Linked DNA regions of Hordeum vulgare: region 2 is linked to region 1. Evidence: chromatin contacts called from public Hi-C data. All regions are on one chromosome and are shown on one strand. Each heading gives the region's core, a stretch centred on a gene start, on an enhancer-like site or on the middle of the called end of the contact. The rest is flanking DNA. Distances are from core to core; before and after follow the strand shown. Region 1 holds the start of LOC123398189. Region 2 holds the start of LOC123452104 (serine/threonine-protein phosphatase BSL2 homolog).

Region 1 (5,505 bases), core at 1,425-3,924:
TACTACAATCCCGAGTAGAGCAAATTGTATTAGTGTAGAAAACGCTAGACATGGATCCATGAAGAGAGACCACTCGAATAATATGGTAATACATACATGCGAGAGTGGTCAAAATATCATACTCCCTCTGCAAAGAGATAAAAAAGCATTTACATCACTACTTTAGTGCGCTTATATTTCTTTACGAAAAGAGTACATGTTTTCCTAGTTAAATTGAAAACCTAAAAATCCATGGACAACTTATAAAATGAACCGGAGGGAGAGTACTTCTTGAGTTTCAAAAATTAAAGTTCTAAGTTTGTCATAAGTCTAACTTTGCAGATATTAGCTTTTTCTAATAAGTTGGTCAAACTTAATATTTTTTTTTGACTTAGAACAAACATATAAGTTTTTTTTAAAAATTAACGGACGGAGTACTTTCCACTTCAACTCTTTCGTTGATGTCACATTCTCCCCCTGAGTGTATCGAAAGAAGGCATCAACACCCGACTCCTCCTTAAAAAACATCAGACTCTATTGTCACGACGCACGGTATTTAATTGTTGTTTGATAACAACCGTGAAAAGCACAATGTATTTTTCATTCAGGAGTCGTGGAAGAGAGCTTTATTTAGATCATGAAATAGTGTTACTACAATCCTGAGGAGACCAAAATGTACTAATACAGAAAACAATAGACATGGATCCATGAAGAAAGATCACTCGAATAATACGGTACATACATGCGAGAATGATGAAAAGAATTGTACTATGTTTTTGTTCTTTGGGTGTCTCTTCTCAACACTGGTGTAGGTATCTCCCGACAAACATGGACGGTTGTGTTTGGTGTAATGGTGGCCAAAAATCTTGGTTTAGTATCAGCGAGTGGCTAACCCAGCCATATCTTAGATGTCAACATAGCACCATAAGGAGGTGATTCACATGTTGATGGATGACGCGAGACTAGTCCCTCCATCACCACTCCAACCTTCTTTAGGAATTGGTCAGTCGTCACATTGTCGTGTCATTAAAAGTGTGTTTGGTTGACGAACCAACTGTTATGGAATAAAATGATTCCATTTCAAAGGATGAAGCGAGGACGTCCTTTTCATAGATGCTTTGTATCCCGTGGCCATATCGTTACTGATACAACATCGCATCTGACCTACCTCATGGATGAAGTGAGGGCGTCTTTCTCCTCTCGGTGCCGGTAATACCAACGTTGACCACGACCCTCCATTTGAACCCTACTCTAACAATGGTTGGAGTGACGACATAAACATTTTGTTGTAGCATTAACGCAAAGAAACCACACATGTTTTAAGAAGAACATCGAGGAAGTATAGAATATAATCGTCATGAACCACCCAACCACATAAAAAATAATACAAGAGTACCTTTTTAGAAGCAATTAAGTTATGAAAATAGACACGCTCTAGATTTATAGTTCTTATTTATTTATCTTGTACTGTCATGATAAACAATGAATAGATAAGAGGATTTTCCTGTAAATTAAAAAAATGAAAGATGATACTTCCGTTGTCTTAGTTCATAAGGCATGCGCGTCGTTTTAGGTTGATAATTTAATTAGTTAAATATGTATTATATTTAGGACACGTTCGGTAATCCATCTTAAAATTTAAGAATCTACAAAGCACCTGTACAGTTGCTTCACGAATTTTAACTGCAAATCCATCTGTTCCGGGAACAGAGCCGCGGAGCGGAGAGACTCCGAACGGGGCCTTAGTTAATGAATAATATATTTGAAAACTACATTTGCTTAAGAATCAAATGATATATTTTTTATGACATATAATTTATATTTAGCTGCTAATTAAATTCTTTACCTAATAATAAAGAGGCTATCGCTTCCGTCGGAAAACCCACCGAGGTGATTTTACAAAAAAACACTTACTGTTTATGACATTAAACTCGTAGTATATATTAAATGTTTTTTAAAATACTCATATCTTTTAAACCGTAACTCCAAATTTAACATATTATATATGGAATTTGATTAGAAAGATATGTAGAATATAAATATGATATTAGTTTATCTGTTAAACGTTTAATAAAAATATTATCTAGGGTGCAATCTTAATAAATAAGTCATTATTCGTCTTTCTTTCATACCGGTACTCATCCGGGTTGGGGATGAACACGTTAACAAAATCAGGATTAGAGATGAAACTGAAGGTCACTTGACTGATTCTTTGTACGTATTAAATCTACATGCAAGCCGTGTTAAAATAGAAGACCTGTGAAATTTTAAACTGCATTTTTGTAGGATAAGACGATCTTTATTTGTGTCGTAACTACAAATTCTTAGATTATAGATCATTTTTTATAAATTAAGAGCGTGTGGTATTTCTTTCTCCCGTTGAAACGCATGTGCTTTTTTGCTAGTAATGGTCTAAAACTACATGCATGTCTTAGAGGGAGTACGAAGAAAAAACATTCCTCTTTGCCACGGACGGAGTAGCACCTTGTCGTCGATGCCGGCAAGTGACGAAAGAGGAGAAGTAGTCCAGTACATTCTTTTAAAAAAAACAAAACTAGTCCACGCCGGACTCGACTGGCTGGGCTGTTCCTCTCTACCCGTGCTCCCAAAGCCCACTCATTTAGGCCCAAAAATTGCGACCTCGAATAGGGTTTAAGATTCCCCGGTCCTCGCAGCTTCTAGGAAGCCCCAGTCCGATCCAACAGGCAAAACCCCCTCACGCTCACGCGATGGGAGTCGCCGCCTCCGCCGCCTCCCCTCCCCCGGAGGCCGCCGATCCACCATCCAAAGAAGATGCCCAGCATGGCTCCGCCGTCGCCGCAGAAGCTGCGCCCCCGGAGGCCGCTGCGCCCGCCGATTCACCGGCGAAAGAAGAGGCCCAGTCCGCTCCCGGCGGCGAGGCGGACGCGGCTGGGGAGACGGTGGTCCTGGACGCCTCCGCGGAGGGCGGCGAGGAGGAGGAAGGGGAGTGCGGGTTTTGCCTGTTCATGAAGGGCGGCGGGTGCAAGGAGGAGTTCGTGGGTTGGGAGAAGTGCGTGGAGCAGGCGGAGGCGGAAGGCAGCGACGTCGTCGAGCGCTGCTACGACGCCACCTCCGCGCTGCGCAGGTGCATGGACAAGTTCCCCGACTACTACGAGCCCATCCTCCGCGCCGAGCGCGCCATGGCCGAGGATATCGAGGCCTTCAAGGCCAGCGAAGCCTCCGGGGCCTCCCCTGCCTCGCCGCCGCCCCCGGCGGCCGAGGAGGAACAGGGCGACAGTAAGAAGCAGGCAGATGCGGCGACGGCGGTGGCGAAGGAGAAGGAGGATCTTGCGGTCTGATCCCCTAGGCGCTGGATCTTGCGATTTTTTGGTGAGATTTGAGGCATCCTTGATGTGGATTATTTTGTTTTACCTTGGGCGTGATCTGCACGACTGGAGAGGGTGGCCTCTCCAAGAAAAAAATCGATTCTTTTGGTGGGAATTATACAATTGTTCACGAGTTCTAACTCGTGAATTAATATGGAGAAGTGATCTTGTGCTGTAATAATCCAATGCATGGATACTGATTTGACACGATTAGCTCTCGTGCTGATCTTATGCTTCAAATTTGTAACGCCCAACTCATCCGTAGCAAACAATTGACAAGAAGTTTGTCCAGTAATCAGTTCGTCAAACAATAACTGAGTGAGCACTAATCTCCGTTTTTAGATGCTGGTTTTGTTCATGGTGCTGTGAGATTTGTCAGTCTTATTTTGGCTTGTTTTAGATATTTGTCGGGTGAATTTGAGCAGTGCAATCTACTCCCTCCGTAAGCTTTTAGTGATCTAAATGCTCTTATATTTCTTTACGGAAGGAGTATACGGGATTACAAGTTACTTGTCAGTAATAATTTGTTTATTTGCATTACAAGTTACAACAGCAAGAATTTCCTGACAAGGTTATAGATACGGAGTTCTCAAAGAATGATTTGATTGGTTATAAATCACCATCTGATTGACACTGCTGGTGTTACCCTGTGCATCATGTTGGCCTTGTTTGCCCCAACCTTCTAGTTTTGTAGAATTCGAGAATTGCAGCCTGTTTGAAGTACATTTGAATTGAAGGTTTCAGCGGTATTTCAGTACTCGCTCACTTAGTACAACTTCTAGTGTTTTTATATTATGAGTAGCACCAGTTCTGCGTTTCTGAACGCTATTCTACTTGTAAACGCTGAATTTGTCACGGTTGCTGAACAACATGCAACGTGTTGTGACCTAGGAGTAGTTTTGTTCAGCGACATGTTGGAAGCAGTCCCGTTACAGTCGGCCTCATTTTGCCTTGCACGGCAAGAATGTCTCCTACCTACGGAGTACTCCCTCTGTACACTCTTATAAGACGTTTTAGTAGTGACCTAAAACGTGTACAGAGGGAGTACTTTTTAAGCCTCACTTGAACGATGCAAATTGCTCACATTGCTGAAAACAAAATAATTGACCACGGCTTTCATACCAGCCAGTGAACTGCTAGAAAGAAAAGGCACAGAGCATATACCATTGCAACACACAGAGGGTGGCAAACGCAAGTTTAAACAACATAGAGAAATGTTTTTGGAATGATGTTTGTAGTTTCGGCAACATTTTCCATCCAAACATCATGGATACTTGTAATGTGGGGGAGGGTTACAGAAAGGGGTTCAGGCACGGCACACAAGCAAGCAAAAACTGAAGCACTAACCTACAACGCTAGTGCTACTGGCAGGAGGATTAACAGCGGGCTTCTGGAACACCCTTATAACCCCCGAACCGTCAGCGCCATCGTTTCCAACCCTCCATGATCGGTCCTTCTTCCTCTGGGGTTTCCGGTGGTGCTTGTGGGATTTTTCTTTCTTCATCTTCTTTGTGGAACCCTTGGTCACTTGGCCATGCATGTCAAAAGATGCAAGGTCGCTTAGGGCATGACTGATGTTAGGCTCAGCTTGATTGATGTCCTCGTCATCTTCATCAGAAGCATCGTCGTCTGATTGATCAGCTGCTGCAATACTTGAGCCTTCTTGGTCACTATTGTCCTCTGCATCAGTTTCATCGTCTATCTCACCAGGAGGAAGCTCAAAGTGCGGGATCTTTCCATCAATGTAATCCTTCAGTATCTGTCGAGCAGCCCTGGTCTCATCAGGCAGCCCAGCATGGCTGACATGCCCCCGAGATGTGCAGTAAGCCATCAACAACTCAGCGGCGGTTGGTGGTCGAGATGCTTCCTCATATGCCTTGGGCTTTGGCAGGGTGATTTTGTAAACCTGTTCCAGGATATTTCTTGGCACACGATTTGCTACCACTTGAATTGCTCCTCTGTGCTTTGTCATTCTATCAATTGGCAAGACACCACACGCCACCATCTCATGCCTCGAGCTTGAAAAAGAAGGGAAGACCAGACCAGGACAATCACACAGCATGAGCTCTTCTGAGATTATCAGTGTCTGGAAATGCTTGGTCTTGCCAGGCGTAGATGTTACACCAGTCTTCTTCTCACCGACAAGAGCATTGATGGTTGAACTCTTCCCAACATTTGG
Region 2 (5,505 bases), core at 1,542-4,041, 230 kb before region 1:
ATGCAGAAGTTGGATCACAACAAACTGAATGGGCAATATGGTTGTTAACTTTGCCACATCATGCTACTCTGTGTCGTTACCATACAAAATAAATAGCACCAAATATCAAAGATGGCTTAATAATGGAGTAAAGTTGTACAAGATGGTAATTAAGAAGTAAGATAGGTTTATTGTCAGGAAAATTATAATGTGCCAAGCCACTGTCATCCATACATTATTTGTAGCTCACCAATGTACTTTACCACATCAAGCATTTTTCATTTCTGTTAGCCACACTTACATGCATGGCGGTGGTCCTTCACCTTCTGGTTCAAGTTTCCTCCATTCGTATGGCTTAGCGGCAGTATCAAGAGCCCATACATCCGCCAGAGGCCGCTTCCCTAAGCAAATGAAAATCACCCAAGTATCAACACCATTCAGGGTGGATTCAAATAGTAGAAATAGTTATCTAAATCTTCACAAATATTTAAGGAGCAATTGCCTACCATCATTTCCACCTATTGTCAACAAGAACCTCTGTCCAACCAAGGCCATCACATGTCCATATCGTGGACCTGGACCAGGTCCTTGAACCACCACTCTATAAAGCGTATAGCACCGTCAGAAGAGATAATGAAGAAATACAATTCTCAAATCAAATTAGTGAAGAATAATAATTACCTGTGCCATCGCGGTCTCTGTTGTGTAAGATCTAGAACATGAAGATCCTCCGCAGATAAACCAGCTGGGCCAATACCACCCTGGATGGCAAGAAATGATGAAAGAAAGATGAGATATTTAATGGTTTACCTCCATAAAGCTTTGTAAGCAATAAAGAAAAACCCTTACAAAATTCAGCCCATGTTTTAAACAATTATGCTACGCTGGTTACCTTGGTTAGATTTGCTTGGGAATAGTCAAGGGTCGTTGTTGTTTTAAACAGCAAAAACAGGTAATAGCAAACTAGTTATCTCGAAGAGTAATAAGGCACCAGTCTGGTCACTAGATTGATACGCCGCTAGTAAAAAAACATATACCTGAATGACAACCATGGTTCCAACCGCGGTTGCTACATGTGCAGCTCTTGGTGAAGGAGGCTCACCAAGTGGAGTAAGCCTGACAAAGTAGTATTGTGCTCAGATTAGCTGATTTACTGAGTTCTAAAAGCAGAATTATCATGGTACCCTAAAAGAGAAGAGTTGTGGAGACTTTACTTAAGTAGCAGCCCAAGTATGATATGTTGAAAACAAAAAAGAAGAAGAGCAGGAAACCATTTATGGAATACCCTACCTGCTCCACTTATTTGATAATACATCGTAACAGTGGACATCTGCTGTGGCACCGGCTAGACCTGCGACCAAGGAGACCGTTGAGATAGGAATAAAATCAGAATTGCTGGCCAGATAAGATCGTCTATTTTTTCACTGCAGAGAATGATTTTGACACTAGAGCAATTAAACTTGTATTTTAAGCTTCTTCCAAAAAGATTACACAAGTTGGTATTCAAAAGAGAAAGCCGCTAATTTCATGCCAGTGACAGGTCTTGAATAAGTTCCATTACGCTCCTATTTTGCTTACATAAAAAAAATGGTTCCTCCTGCTATCTTCATAGAATAGGCACAACTAGAGATAGCACACGATTGGGAACAGTAGAATGATCCTGTAAACCAACCAGCCAACTATATGATCCTATAGACATTTGGCAACTTTAGATGATAGAATTGAAAGAAAAATTGTCCGCGGGATAGGGGATTTTATTCATAAAGTTGTCTTACTACTCAATTTTACTGCTACCTGAAACGGCATTGAACGTTCTAGCCCAGGGAATCAATTTGGTATTAGGAACCAACCAGCAGCAACTATATTCAGCATTTGAGCTGAGTAAATCCAATTCATTAAAATAGCTTGAATTTAATTCATGAATAAAAGTCATATCGGAATTTCTGCATCTTTCGGCTTCCTAAACACACTCAGAATTAGCCCATTTTAGCCACAAAATAGCAATGATTCCTCGGGAAATGGCCTGAAGCCTGGGAATTCATTTTCATTTCAAACTGAAAAAAAAAATCCTCTAATAGACTGGCCCGGAACAACTCTGGCCACGAGATAACAGCAATCGACGGTGGAGACCATTAGAAATGACAGGGCATGTGGGATAAAAGGCATTACGGATCCCAGCGCTGCCAGCTGAGGAGGGAGGCGTTGCAGAGTTGCCCTCTAGCGCGGTCGCGCCGCCGAAGAGGATCAGCCGAGGCCCGACGTAGCCAGGCGAGCCCTCCTCCCCGACAGCCGGCACCGCGGTGAGCGTGTGGCCGCAGCGGCACCCGGGGCCGTCCTCCTTCTTGTCGATCACCGCGTTCACCGCCGTGTACCCCGGCGCGGGCCTCGGCCCCGATCCTGCAACCACGGCCGGCGAGGCCGGGGCCGTCGCGGGCGTACCGGGCGTCGACGGGGCGGACGAGGAGGAGGTCTCGCTCCCCGAGCCACGGCCGAGCGCGCCCGCGGCGGTGGTCGCGTCGGAGTCGGAGTCGGACTCCGTCGTCATGCGCGAGTCGACGTCCATGGCCTGCTAGGGTTGGTCGGCGGGGCCCGAGATCCCCCGCGCGCGCCGGCCCTAGGAGGCGCGCGCCACCGCGGCCAGAGCCGTGGAACCGGCCGGCGGAACCCTAGATTCCCCCGCCCGGCGCGCGGCGAGATTCGGGGGGCACCGCGCGATTTGTCGGGTCCCGCTTGTCCGGCCTGCCGCGACGCGATGCGATCGCGAGGGAGCGCGTGGGGAGGGAGGTGGAGGGTGGCGGTGGGGGAGAGGGCGCGCGCGCGCGGCCCGAGGCGCTGCCCCCGGGAGATTTGGGGCGACAGTGGGAATTCGGGAGGCCGGCCGGGCGGTGCGCGCGGCGCGGGCGTGGGGGTGGTGGGGGGGTGGGATGGAACGGGGAATTCGGGGTGTCCCTGGGGGGCCGGGTGCAACTCTGGAGGTGCTTTGGTTTTGGTTTTGGTTTTGGTTGGAGCGGAGGAGACGAACGGGGGGACGGAGACGGAGAGAGGCCAAGGACGGACGGACGATCGAGGTGGAGGTGGAGGTGGAGGAGAGACAAGGGAGGCTGTGTGGGGAACGGGACGGGACGACGGAGAAGGGATGGCAAAGCAAAATGGAGCATTTTGGTGCCACTCGGTGCGGTTTTCCCGTTCTGGCCCTCGTTCCTTCGGCTTTGCTTTGCTCGCTCTGCTTCTGGGTGCCGGCTGCCTGCCTGCACAGCGCCTTGCGTTGAGTGCGTCCACATCGTGGTATCCTTTTTAAGCATTTCTAACCGAATCCATTCCCTGTTTATACTACGTGGGACAGACCAGACACGCACGGACACAAAAGTGTTCGGCAATCGGCGTCTAGCCAGCCGTGTCCCTCAAAGGATGGCATCCTGTACAAGCCCGGATGGATGACCAGTCGCAAAATCTCGACCAGCCTTACTTGAAAAAAAAACTCTCACCAGCCTCGTCTCTCATATCGGTCTTATACGTCCGGACTGATTGGCATTCCTCATACCCAGTTCATATCTAAGGTGGATATAAACAGGCTCATATGCCCTCGACGCATCGGACTGACGTGCGGATCCCACGTAAACACCCGTCCAAGCCTAGCGGTCCGCCGTGCCGTCAGAGGGGTCAAATTCAACTATTTTAGTTGGATGGTACGAAGACGCCCAACCCTAGACATGGACCCATTTCCCTCCCCTCCATGCCACCACTTTCGTCCGTTCGCAGCTCGAAGCTCGCCTTCCGCTATAGCCATGGCCCCGCAGCAGATCGCCACCCTATAGCCATGGTCGTCAATGTATCGCCACTTTTGCAATGCTCACTCCAGAGTGTTGGTTAGAGCTCCTTGAGGAGATCTAGGCCCGGTGTGAAGCTTGGATCGCAGCTGGCCTGCATTCAGACTCTCTGGAGCATGGGGAGGAGAAGAGGACGCGGAGCAGTAGGCGCCGGTCGTGGAGCGGGGGGAGGAAGGCAAGGCAGATCCGACGCCTCCGGATGCAATGTTCGATATGGTCAATGCGATGGGTGAGTTTGAGGTCACCCAAGTGGAGGAGGAGGCGGAGGTGAAGGCAACTTTTCGCTACCTCCACAATGCACAGGCGGACAAACCCTTCACATACATGGAGTCACACGAGGAACCTGAGCTGCGGGAGGCAGCCATCCAACAGGATTCAAGTCCATCCGGCACTACCGACACATAGGTCATCTACATCTCCTACGATCAGTAGGAGTAGGTTAGTTTTATCTATTTAGCAGTACATAAATTTTATGTTGCATGTTCTAGTATGGATTTCAAGTATGAACTTTGAGGAATGCGGTTGCACGAGACGCAAAATGAGAGGTGATCGGGCACTCTCCGTGGACGCGTCCGGATGCATCTGAGGGAGTCCGAGATTAAGGGGTCCTTGGACCGTTGGTCTATCTCTATAGGCCGGACAGGTGGGCTGCTCTATTTAGCAGTACATAAATTTTATGTTGCATGTTCTAGTATGGATTTCAAGTATGAACTTTGAGGTATGCAGTTGCACGAGACGCAAAATGAGAGGTGATCGGGCACTCTCCGTGGACGCGTCCGGACGCATCTGAGGGAGTCCGGGACTAAGGGGTCCTTGGGCCGTTGGTCTATCTCTATAGGCCGGACAAGTGGGCTGCTTTGTGACTATTACTAAAGGGACGAACTATGAGACGACGTTGTGTTCGGCTAGGAAACCTCCAAAGCCTTGGTGTGTGCTCCAAGTCAAGATGCTCGAATCGGCATGCTTATCCCTTGATTATAACCGACCATATGTAACCCTAGGTACCCTTGGTGTCTGTATAAACCGGAGGGTTCTAGTTCGTAGGGGACAGAACCATCATCTAGGGTTTAGTTCATCTGGTCTCGTGGTAGATCGACTCTATAATTGTCATATACACATCAATATAATCAAACATCAAGTAGGGTTTTACCTCTATGAGAGGGTCTGAACCTGGGTAAGTACTATCCATGTGTTTTCCTGTTCCCCATTGATCCAAGATCCACAACTCGGGACCCCCTACCCGAGATCTGCCGATTTTGACACCAATATTGGTGCTTTCACTGAGAGTTTCGTTGTGGGGTCGCCAAAGGATTGAAGGCTCGCTTAGTCATCAACGATAGCATCCACACCCCAGATGCCTTCGTCCCCCGGCTAGTGATGACGAGATGATGTATATACTTCTCGATCCTCGTTGGTTACCCCAAGTGAAAGGTTGAGATGTTGTCAGCAGCAAGTTTTCCCTTACACGGAGACTGTAAGGTTTATCGAACCAGGAGGACTCCGAGGATCAACAAGTAGGTGTCTCCTACCCTGGCGCCAGCAGAAGACGTGGACCTGGACACACACAAATAACTTTGCTCCCAACGAATACAGAGAGGTTGTCAATCTCTCCGGCCTCATAGTTTGAAAAGGATCAAAACACAAGCGGGAAAAGTGATAGTGATTGCAACGGGAAATTAAATGAAAACATTAAATGATG

What was found. Hi-C and Micro-C count contacts between places; a contact is called where the count stands out from the background.
Region 2: a contact with region 1 is called in a Hi-C map of leaf, with 2.9 times the contacts expected there. The contact joins the promoter of LOC123452104 here to the promoter of LOC123398189 in region 1. A contact is called at or near these places in 4 of 6 Hi-C or Micro-C datasets (leaf and seedling) and 1 of 1 datasets of contacts at active chromatin or transcription factors (embryo).

Annotation. Positions count from the first base shown.
Region 1 is chr5H:520,602,130-520,607,634 of MorexV3_pseudomolecules_assembly, reverse strand. LOC123398189 reads left to right here and starts at 2,674. Exons shown (of 1, transcript XM_045092689.1): 1 at 2,674-3,667. The coding sequence starts at 2,709. The coding sequence ends at 3,299. It overlaps LOC123452103 (GTPase LSG1-2-like), which reads right to left. Exons shown (of 7, transcript XM_045128688.1): 7 at 4,523-5,505. The coding sequence ends at 4,669.
Region 2 is chr5H:520,829,162-520,834,666 of MorexV3_pseudomolecules_assembly, reverse strand. It overlaps LOC123452104 (serine/threonine-protein phosphatase BSL2 homolog), which reads right to left and starts at 2,791. Exons shown (of 21, transcript XM_045128689.1): 1 at 2,149-2,791; 2 at 1,270-1,330; 3 at 1,017-1,095; 4 at 661-740; 5 at 486-580; 6 at 281-380. The coding sequence starts at 2,542.